3 separate regions of the Mus musculus genome follow, and all the other regions are linked to region 3. The links are chromatin contacts, called in public HiChIP or PLAC-seq and promoter capture Hi-C maps. All regions are on one chromosome and are shown on one strand. Each heading gives the region's core, a stretch centred on a gene start, on an enhancer-like site or on the middle of the called end of the contact. The rest is flanking DNA. Distances are from core to core; before and after follow the strand shown.

Region 1 (3,774 bases), core at 1,089-3,588, 2.6 Mb before region 3:
CAGCGTGCACTCTTAAAGGTGGAGCAGGCCACAAGCAGGGGACTCATTGGCAGCTTGTCCTGAGGGGCTGCTGGTTAGTTATAGTGTGCACTACCATCCTGTTTGGTCTGCATGCCTTGTTGCAGGATGGTAAATGATCCTTATTTAGAGTGCTTACATTTCCTTTGCCCTCAGAAAATGTTCACGTATTTCCCCGCGTGCTTTCTCTCATTTCCTCTTGTTTTAATCAGGAATGGCTTATGTACTGGAGATCTTACTGTTTTCCTCTTTATTTTTATTCTGTATGTGTGAGTATTTTGCTTGTGTGAATGTCGGTGAAACTTGCGTGTGCCTGGTCCTTTTGAGGCCAGAAGGATCCCATTGAACTGGAATTACAAAGGGTTGTGAGTAGCCATGCGCGGACTGGGAAGTGAGTTTGAAGAACAGCCAGTGCTCTTATAGAGGCTCTCTCTCCAGCCTCAAGTTTACCCATTTTTAAGTCTTTAACTCAGTGAGTTTTTCAATGGTAACATGGTGTAAACTGCCACAGTCTAGTCTTTAAAAACCTCTATTAGGCAATATTCAGTAGTTGTATGTTATTGTTACTGTTTTTGTTTATTTATGGTTTTATAAGCATTTATTAGCATAGAATTTTATGTTTCTTCAGACTCTGTAAGGACTTCTTTAGAATGGTCTTGCCCCAACTCTTTGTTCCTGGTGAGATCAAACATTCTGCAGACGTCATGTTTCATGCTAAGGAGAAATTCTGTTTTTTTACATTAAACATTGGTTTGAGTCTTGATCCTCTATCCTGTGTTTTAAAGAAAGATTTCCGTCTTTTTAGTAATTATGGAGAGTATTCTTGAAAAGTAACTTGGTTATGGTTGTGAGCAAATCTCTCTTGAGAATGGTTTCTCTTATTATCACAGTTAAGCTGGCAAAGCGCCATGTTGTGTACACTGTGCTGCTTAGTCCTGTATAGTCATCTGTGTGTCTTTTTTTTTTTTTTCTATCCCAATGGCCTGGACTGCATTATTAGCATGTTTTTTTTAATTTATTTTAAAAATCAGTTTACAAAATATCAGGCTCCTTTGTGACATTTTCCTACCTACTTTCTTCCTCCTGATTGATTTTTGCCCAAGCTCCTCCTGCCTTTTTTTTTCCTCAATGTGCCCTTTAATATCACATGTTCTCTTTTCTTCTTGGCTGCCTTCTTAAAATTCTTTTCCCTGTACCATGGACTGCTTTCCTGCTTTGGCAGCTTTTATTCTCCCATTCAGTTGCTCAGAGTGTAGAGATTAAAATCTAAGAGCTACCCTATGTGAGAAAGCACAGTGTTTCTTTCTGATTCTGAACTACCTGGCTGTTTTTGGTATTAGTATCTTTCCAACCTGGATCATCTGTGTAGCAAATGGTCCTCTTTGCTTTTTGTCAAATTTAGTTGTAAGGCTCATGAGAGCAGTGCTTTTATGACCTGACCCCGCCCCCCATGAGTGCGGGCCTTTGGTGACACTCTGTGAGTGTAGTAGTGACTTTGTAGCCCCATGAGTGCACTGTTTTTGTTACCTACTGTGAGTGCAGTGCTATTATGATATCTCATGAGTGTAGAGCTTTTGTAGTTCCTATGAGTGCAGCACTTTAGTGACTTCTCCATGAGTGCGCTGCTTTTGTGACCCCATTTGAACAGTGCTTTTGGTGTCATTTGCAGATCTGGTGCAGAGGAGCAGAGATGTTGAGTCACTTGTGTATGTTCCAGCAGAAGTGTAAGAACTCTCTCCTCTTGCTTGTGCTGAGCAAGAAACTGCATTGCACGGAGGCCTGTGAGTGGAGCTCGAATCATAAATATGACAACAGTCCCTGGTGCTATCATAGCCAAGGCATATTCTGAGCTCATTTTAGCTTGTAAAGTTAAGTACGTTCTACCAGGATGATTTTAGTTTGTAAAATTAGATCCTCTCCCTCTCCCTCTCCCTCTCCCTCTCCCTCTCCCTCTCCCTCTCCCTCTCCCTCTCCCTCTCCCTCTCCCTCTCCATCTCTTTGTATCTTTGTTTCTGTATTTCATGCATGTACACACACACACACACACACACACACACACACACACACACAGAGGACTCTGCAGAACATCATTACTAGAAAAATAGGTTACTTTCAGAAAATTACTGGTTTTTTGCATCTGTTCCCCTGTTCATGTGAGAGAATTCATGGACAGCTCTTGTAATTGTAATATAAAGCCCACAGTTGTACAACTGTTTCTTTGTGGTGCAGTCATATTTAGGTTGTGTTGAATGTTGAGCTGAATGCATCGACTCATGGCAGCAGTTAATTGTAATTCACAGCCATGCTTGGTTTGCGGGGATGGTTTTGTTTTTTCTGGAACTGGTCCTCACATTCTGTTTTGAGTCTGCCTTCTGACAGAGTCAGCCCATTCCAGTCTAGGAAGAGAGGGAGTGTGTGTGTGCGCGTATGAGCATAAGAGTAATGCAATCTTATTGATCATACTCGCCCCCTCACTACCCTCTCTTCTGCTCTTGCTGAGCCCTTCTTTTCATGACTCTTCCCCTCTCTATCTTTGTTTCAGGCAAAGTTAAGTTATGTGAACACAGTAGGGATTCCTTACTGGTGCATGGGCAACTTACCAGTATCTGTACTACTGAACAAGTCAATACCCCTCCCCTGCTAATAGCTCATCAGGGAGGGTTAGGGCCTCAGGAGCACATCTCTTTCCTGCCTCAAAAGGATAATGTTGAAGGAAACAGTCATACATAGTTCCTGCTCAGGCATTTACAGCTGCTGCGTGTATCCTGAAGTCAGTGCTTCGTAGCATTACTCCCCTTTCCTTGGGTATCTAATTTCCAGATCTCCTTCTATTGTCTTTTTGTAAATGACTTGTTCACTTAAATAACTGCAACAACAACAAACCTTTGTCTTTAGCCTATATTGAAGAATGGATCTCTCTTTTGTTTTGGTTTCAGTTTCATCGAATGTTACAGAATCCATGAATTTCCAGAACCTCAGGGTTAACTGACCCATGTCTAGACACGGAATTCGGAGAGTACTCACAGTCTTTATCCTTACAAATGTGGTCACATACTATTTCTTCAGGATACATAGGAAATTACCCTGTCCTTATCTCAATCCTTCCCTCAATTCTTTTCCATACAATACAAAAATTTCACTATATTCTCTTCGTCCCATGTTCCCTTTCTTGGTGAAAGTCCAGTTTCCTTCTGAACTATGCAAGGTAAAGACTTGAATACCAGCCTTTTTAGTCTCCTGCTGTGGAGAAGGCAACAGACTCATTTCCAGAGTTCAAATCCTCAACATATCAGAAGGCATGCTTTGAAACAGCTTTCCTTTTTCTTCTTGCATTTAATCCAACGACCATCCCACTTCCACTGTAATGTAAAACCCTGAGGATACCTGATTCTTTAAAAATAATATTTATGTGATCTAATAGGGAGAAAGTAGGCCTGAAACAAGAAGAAAGGTTGTCTTACAGATAGAAAGTAAGTATGTAATCAGTCTGAAGATTTTTCTATTAAATTTGTTTTTAATCTAGTATATTTATTTGTAAGATTTACTAATTGCCTGATAGTAGCTTTGATATAAATTTGCAATTTCTTTCCTTTATTATGCTTCTATGAAGTATTTGCATTAGACCCTATATCAGCTGCTGAAAATACCTAATAGAGAATAATAGCACTTCTCCTATTAGTACTTCTTCATTCTGCTCAATAAATTCACATTTCAGCATGAGTTAGTCATTTCTGGACCTGGATGCCTGCAGTAAAA
Region 2 (3,502 bases), core at 859-3,358, 2.5 Mb before region 3:
CATACATGGTATACAGTTATTGATCTAGAAAATGTCTTTTTCTTAGTACCTGTCCATAAGGACCACCAGAAGCATTTGCTTTACGTTGGCAAGGCTGGAAATATACATTTACAGTTTTACCTCAAGGATATAGTAACTCTTTAACCTCATGCCATAACTTAGTTTGAAGGAATCTGTCTCTTCTACAAAATATCACGTTGGTGCACTATATGAATGACATTATGCAGACTGAACCAAATTAGCAGGAGATAGGAACCATTTTGGTCTAATTTGTAACATATATGCACATTAGAGCATGGGAAATAAATCCAGCTGAAATTGAAGGGCCTCACCTTCAGTGAAATTCACCTCAATGAAATTCTTATGAGTTCAGTAGTGTGGGACATGCAGAAATATCCCTTCTAAGGTAAAGGATAAATTATTGCAATTAGCTCCTACCACGACCAAGAAAGACTTGTGTTAAGTGAGTCTATTTGAAATCTGGAGAGATGTATGATTGGACCAGAGCAGGTCACGAAGTTATGAGTAAGTTACATGAACAAGTTGCCTGAATGCCTATGGTTTCTACTTCTATCATAGCGCCATCTGGTGGCAGTAATACATAGGGTGCAGAAGCCAGAGAAGGGGATTGATTATTGGCTTGCTTATCATGGCTTACTCAGCCTGCTTTCTTTTCTGCCCTTTTAAAATATTCATTCTTCTCTTATACATTACATCGTAACTAAACTTTCTTCCCTGTCCATTCCTCCCAATCCCCTCTGTCCTCATTCTCTCTCCCTCAGATCCATTCCTCTTCCATTTCCCTTCAGAAAAGAACAGGCATCCCAAGGATATCAACTGATCATGACATAACAAGTTCAAATAAAACTTGGCACAAATCCTTATCTCAAGGCTGGACAAGGCAATCCACTTAATTGATTACGTAGGAAGTGTGTTCTTTTGGTGTCCTTTTCCTCTCTGGCTCATACAACCCCACCCCCATCTCCACCCCCTTCTGCTGTGTTCCCTGAGCTCTGCCTAATGTTTGGCTATGGGTCCCTACATTTGCTTATATCAGTTGCTGGATTAACTCTCTCTGATGATGTTTGGGCTAGGCTAAGTATAGCAAAATATCATTAGGAATTTTATTTTTCTTTTGTCAGTTGCGTTTGATTCTATCTTTAGTCTCTGTGCTATCCAGCTTCTGGTTCCAGGCTATCCAGATACTGTGAGGCATGGGTTACCTCTTGTGGTGTTGACCAGTCGTCATTGGCTGGGCACATCCAAAAGCCCTGCTTCACCATTGTTTCAGTGCATCTTGCAGGCGGGGAAGGAGTGGGTCATAGATTTTAGGGCTGGGTTACTGTCCCAGTCCTACCAGTAGGAGTCTAGCCTGTTTACAGAAGACAGTTGGTTCAGGCTCTGCATTGTCTATTACTAGGAGCCTGGCCCAAGGTCACTATTAGTATAGGGAATCTATTCTTTCCATTTGAAAACTCCAACACACACTCAAAATTACTGATGTATCTATCTTATCACTTGGAAATAACTCTCATACTCCCTAAGAACCAAATAAAATGAAAACCTTTACACTTTTATGGACATAAGGTTAGAAACAAGGAGAAATAGCTCTTTTCTCTCTTTGAGACATCCCACATTTCTACCTGTCTGTCTTCCCCTTTCCTAGATGTCCTATGCCTCCATCTGTCCCCTCCTCCTTGACAGTCTTGCCTGCTTCTAATCACAGCTCCAAACTTTCCCCTTGCACTTTCTGCTTTCGGGCCATTCAAACTTCTGCCACAGATCTGTAGGAACACCGTGGCTGACTGCTGGGCACTTTGCACCCCGCCCAACCCTAATCCTCAACAGCAAATTACCTCTGGCTAGCCCTGTTCCTACAGTGAGTGAGAGTGCACTGTCAGTACAGCCAGCCCTGCCCTACAACAGGTGTTGCGCTGCGATCTGAGTAAAGCCTTGTGCTCCACCGCCGGTGGCTTGAAACCTCCACAGGCATAGCAGTAACTGTGTGGCCACTTCTCTTCCTCTGAGGCACTGGAGCTACAGATCACACCTCTCAGGCCAGATCATTTTGAGCTATCAATGCAGGCCACGCCCACATCCCTCTTTCCAATCTCCATGACCATGGCCAGTCAGGTCCCTTGCTGCTATAAAATGCCCCACTGCCACCTTCAGTTGTTAACAGCAACCGCCTGCTTTTACCGCCAGCTCTGAAACCAGATTGCTTCCTTTTCCGATTCCCTCTCCAAACCTGAATTCCTCTCCAAGTCTCTGGTGCTCGATAAGCAAGGTGGGTTCTGCCTCTCCAACCGCCCTTAGCAAAGTTACCCAAACAAATCTTCCACCTATCTCCTCTGCTGTTTTGGCCCTTTCCTGCCACTCTCCACTTTCCTCAGTCCCGAAGCCCCACCCCTTCCGACTGCTCGGGGAGTTTGTTCAGATTGCATCAATCTGCACAACCTCCTCCTCTCTCTCTTGCTGCTGCCACTCAAAAGGCTCACTGTGGCTGCCACTCAAAAGGATCACTGTAGTCCCTGCTGTCCCTGCCCACCCTATCTGCAACTCCTTGTCAATGTCTCCTTTAGAATCTGACGGCAGCTCCCCTTCTTTCAGTCGTTTCCATACTCATTTTTGTGAGAGACTGCCTTTGCCCCAATTCTAACCCTTGGGAAAGTGACTGGCGTGGATAGGTCTGTTCCTTTCCTGTGTCCTGTTCTCTTTTGATGAATTTGCCCTATAGCATTACCTTCTTTGTCCTCTATATACTCCTTTCTATTAACCTCCTCCTCCTCCTCCTCCTCCTCCCCCTCCTCCTCCTCCTCCTCCTCCTCCTCCTCCTCCTCCTCCTCCTCCAGGAACCTGGGACAAAGGACTGCTGTGCATATTTTACATATCAAAGCAGACCTGGCCTCCAGGTTCTTCCTTCAAGGCCGGCCTCTACTTAGCACACCCTGCCCCCAACTCAGAACTTTCCAGCCCAAGGGCTAGGCTGCCCTTTCCTCTGAGGCTCCTCCCTATAAAATCTAGACATTCAGGGCGCTTGCACTCCCTCCCCCTCCTTTCTCTTCCCCTCCTCCCTCTTCCCTCCTCTTTCTCCTCTCTTCTCTTTTTTCTGAGTTCACACTCTTTCTCTCCTTCTCTCTCCCTCCCCTCCTCCTCTTCCCCATGGCGACTTCTTTGGCCTTGGTCTTTGGAGCCAGGGAACAGCTTCCCAATAAACCTACCTTTAATATAATCTAATTAGGTTTAAATTGGTTCATTTCACAGGCTTCAAAGAAATAACCTGTCAGTGTGTTTGGGAAAAAGCTTATGACCATACAACTCACCCCATAGGAGCTGCAGCAGTTCCTGATGTAGATTCTACTGAAATTGTAACAACAGACATAACTGCCAGGACAGAGACTGGATCATCACTTGTCTCCTCCCTGACCTGAGGGAGGAGACAAAAAGCTGTGTAAAGATTGTATTTCAACCTTGCAAATGCTAATTCCTATACATGGCAGAC
Region 3 (3,563 bases), core at 743-3,242:
CTATTATATATTGAATTCATATCTACTAAGATTCTCAGCCAAAGAAGAAAGCCCAATGAATAAGGTATTTCATCCTCAAACATTTCATTATCTTCTAATACAGGAATCATATTTAAATATATAAGAAATTTAACAGCACCTGGAACTCACTGAAGAAAACCCAAAGAAACAGACCAGAGATGGTGATCTCTCATCACACCCTCTATCTACATACTTCCAGAGAAGTGTTTCACTGCAGCACAATTACTCCAGAACTATAACTTTTTACATCATTTTTTACATCATTCTATATTGTCTCAATTAACTTACACATCATTTAAAAGCATTGTTAGACTTCAAAACTCAAAAAGCCTAAAGCAGTACTCCAGCAATCTTATCTTTAAATCTGCATCTTTTATGAAGATGGGAATGTTATGTCTTTGAAGTTGTAGATCAGCAGTTCTTACCTGCATGGTCCAGATTCCATCCCCCCAGAGATATGTGGCACCATCTGTAAACAGTTTTGGTTGTCCTGACTGTAGGAAAAAGGGCTACTGTCTTCTACTGAGTAAAGGTAAAGGTGCTGCTAAAAACCCCTACAACTACCTCATCCAAAATGATAAAAGACCAAGGTAGTGTGCCTGTGGGTGTATGCGTATATGCACACTTGTTCCACTTCAATGTTCAATCTATTCTGCAGCCACTTTATATAAAGTAATTATGTCATAATTAAATTTATGTTGATATCTGCAGAACCAACCTACATATAGAAGAATATATGAATAAAGCCAAGTATTTTATGCGTAGTTATTTTAAATCAAACTCTGCAATGAATGACTCTCAGTACTAAATTTCAGCTCAGGGAATATGACTCTTAGATTTTGAAGCTGTGTATCTAGATAAATGGAAATTCTGAGAAATACTTTTCAGGTTTCCTTAATACTGAAAATCGAGACACTAGATTTTTTTGTCATCTGATTATGCCACACAATTTAGGAGTAGCTATTACAATAGCATAAAATAAAAGTTAGGTGCATAAAGACATCCTAGCACATCTTTCTACAACAACAACATTGTGTCCTACTTGTTACAATGCCGATACAATCAGAATCAAACATGAATACTTGAGATACAAAGTAACTAAGACACATTGGTTTAGGATCAAGTTTACTCGATAGTAACAACGTAACAATGTCCTCAGAAGATACTAAGAAAAAGAAAAGCTCAGAAGAGCAGTGCGCACAAGGGAGATTTAGCGAATTCCCTTCTCAAGATTTCCCAGAACCGTGCCCGCCCAGGTTTGTCAAGGAGATCTGTTTTGATTTGGCACGATTAAGTCAGAGGAGAGAACCCCATTTCAAGTCATCCAGGCAAACACAACCGCTTCCCCTGGCGTGGCGTATCCCCTGACAGTGGGCAAACTTACCTGGCAAGAAACCTCCCTGAAAGTGGCTGTGAGAAGTTAGAAGTCTGGGCGTGAGCTGTGGGAGAATCCGTCAATGCAGCAACCTGAGCATTTGTTAGAGAGAGTCCTACACACAGTCGTCTAATAATGATGGAGTCTAATAATGATAGATGCTCTCAGGCCAGCGCGGCCGAAGCGGGTGTGGGACACCCACCGAACAGGAAAACCTATGCCCCCCAGGCTCGAGAGGGCCTAAGTGGGGACCAGCAGGAAAGGACAGAGAGCAAGAGTCGAGACAGGGCCGCTAGGCCGGGTCCGAGGGGATGGCACCCACCTGCGCGACCTCTTCGCCATCCTTCAAGTACCGCATAGGCGCGGGCTGGGCGGGGACGCGGGGTCAGCCTCCTCCAGCCTGGGGCCAATGCTCCCTCTCCGAGACCCACCCGCCGCTTCCCCAACTCCTTCCCTCAGGTGACCGAGAGCGGAAAGCAGGCCCGGTCAGGTCAGGGCCAGGCGGGACTGAGGGACAGAGGGGCGGACCAAGACCCACTGCTCCTAGCCGCGGCCGGGCCCGGCCAGGGATGCCCTGGACATGTCAGGAGGCGTGCTCCCGCCCGCCGCCGCCCCGCCCGCCGCCGCCGCCTCCGCCTCAGAGCTGCCGGCCCTGCGCCGCTCCGTCACGGGCGCCGACCCCCGCCCTCTCCCCGCAGCGAGCAGCACTGCAGCACTCGCAGCCTCCTGCAGGGTTTTGTCCGCACCGCCGAATCTCGCGCCCAGCCTCCCTCAAGAGCCGCCGTTTGAATCTGCGCACGCGGCCCCGAACCTCATTGGCTGGGGCGGCCGCGCGCAGGGGGGCGGGGGCGGGGCGGCGAGGGCGCGCGCGGCAGAGGGCGGGGCCGGCGGGGCTAGAAGCCAGGATTGGAACTCGCGGGAGTCCCGGAGCGCCGTGGAGCCGGGGGAGGGGCGGGGCGGGATGGGGGAGGCGCGAGGCCGGTTCACGGGCCGAGGTGACAGGACACGGAACGCGGGGTGAGCCACCCAGTGGGGCGCGGAGATTGCTGGGAAGGCGAGTTTCTGCGCCCCGGGTGTGTGCCGGAAGAGGCGCCGGGGCCGATCCAGCCGCCGCCACCTCCGGAGGGGTGCGGAGCGTGCCTCTGGGGCGGGGACAGTCGGGGTCCTGGGCAGGGGAGGACCTCGCGGGCGCTAGTTCGCGCTGTGAGTCTCGCCACTTAAGGGCGCGGTCATCTACTTAACCTTCTAGCCAGGAAACTTGCGCGGCCGTTATTTTCTTAAGCATGTGTGAGTTAGTTCTGCGCCGAAAGGACAAGGAAACTGGCCAAGACCCTGTTGTTGTGTCTTTTGTTTTCCCCAGAGATGAATAAAAGTGTGATAAGTGGGGAGTTGTTATCTCGAGGCTTGCGTGGAACGGGAAAAGGTTGATAGTGCTCCAGAAGCTCAACCTCGTACTCCGTCTACAAAGGGGGCGGGATGCTCTTCGCGGGGAACCCAGAGTCCCGGAGGTGCGCCTGAAAGCTGGAGTAACTGAAATCTTGCATAGGGGAAGGGGCCTCTTACAGTTGCAACTTCTCAACAGTTACACGGTTAAAGAAGCATACAAGGAGATTATTAACTACAGTAGCGATTAGACACGGCGAAGAGCCCAAATTTGCAAGACACCATGCTCTACTGCATAGAGTGATGAACCACAGATCAATGTTGTTACAAACTGACATTTTTTGCTATTTTGAAACTGTACGCATCGTCTTTTGCAAATCAGAGATACAGGTGCAAATACAAATCAAGATGAGCTTGCAATTCAAAACAACCAGGTAGATACACACTCGCTTTTAAAAAAAAAATAACTTCCTTTTTCTCAAGATATATTTTGGGAAGGAAAAGCACTTTTAAATTATTTTCTGAGTTCCATAGTAGCTTCTAAAGAGAGAGACTAATTTAGAAATTAATATTTTTGAGACAAGGTGTTGTTATGTACCCCAGGCTGATCTTGAACTCAGTATAGAGCCCAGACTTTCTTCATGATCTACCTTAGCTTCACCAGGGCTACATGATGGAATGCTCCTCCTAGTCTTCAAATGTCATTTGGAAGCATATTTACTCTTGGGTATGCATTGTTCCATTTTTATTCTAACAGGAAGCAAAACTGATATTCTTAGGTTAT

What was found. Promoter capture Hi-C pulls out the DNA fragments that hold promoters and counts their contacts. HiChIP or PLAC-seq counts read pairs in DNA pulled down with a chosen protein or histone mark.
Region 1: a promoter capture Hi-C map of hippocampal neurons shows a contact between it and region 3, with 13 times the contacts expected there. The contact joins the enhancer-like site here to the promoter of Mybl1 in region 3. A contact is called at or near these places in 1 of 39 promoter capture datasets (hippocampal neurons) and 3 of 115 datasets of contacts at active chromatin or transcription factors (embryonic stem cells and stem cell-derived neural progenitor cells).
Region 2: a contact with region 3 is called in an H3K27ac HiChIP or PLAC-seq map of large pre-B cells, with 10 times the contacts expected there. The contact joins the enhancer-like site here to the promoter of Mybl1 in region 3. A contact is called at or near these places in 1 of 39 promoter capture datasets (hippocampal neurons), 5 of 484 Hi-C or Micro-C datasets (the G1E-ER4 cell line, LSK cells, cerebral cortex and 1 more), 3 of 115 datasets of contacts at active chromatin or transcription factors (embryonic forebrain, forebrain and large pre-B cells) and 1 of 9 other capture datasets (liver).

Annotation. Positions count from the first base shown.
Region 1 is chr1:7,136,968-7,140,741 of GRCm38.p6, forward strand. All of the region lies in intron 2 of Pcmtd1 (protein-L-isoaspartate (D-aspartate) O-methyltransferase domain containing 1), which reads left to right. Among named protein-coding and RNA genes, the nearest start is that of Pcmtd1, 50 kb to the left of the region's middle. Within about 2 kb of position 2,339, at least 60 of the 459 cell types and tissues checked have an H3K27ac peak or open chromatin away from gene starts, as enhancers often do. A contact at or near this core is called in hippocampal neurons, where this site is marked.
Region 2 is chr1:7,204,368-7,207,869 of GRCm38.p6, forward strand. No RefSeq gene overlaps it. Among named protein-coding and RNA genes, the nearest start is that of Gm23274, 60 kb to the right of the region's middle. Within about 2 kb of position 2,109, at least 98 of the 459 cell types and tissues checked have an H3K27ac peak or open chromatin away from gene starts, as enhancers often do. A contact at or near this core is called in cerebral cortex, embryonic forebrain and hippocampal neurons, where this site is marked.
Region 3 is chr1:9,698,217-9,701,779 of GRCm38.p6, forward strand. It overlaps Mybl1 (myeloblastosis oncogene-like 1), which reads right to left and starts at 1,993. Exons shown (of 15, transcript NM_001290397.1): 1 at 1,719-1,993. The coding sequence starts at 1,738.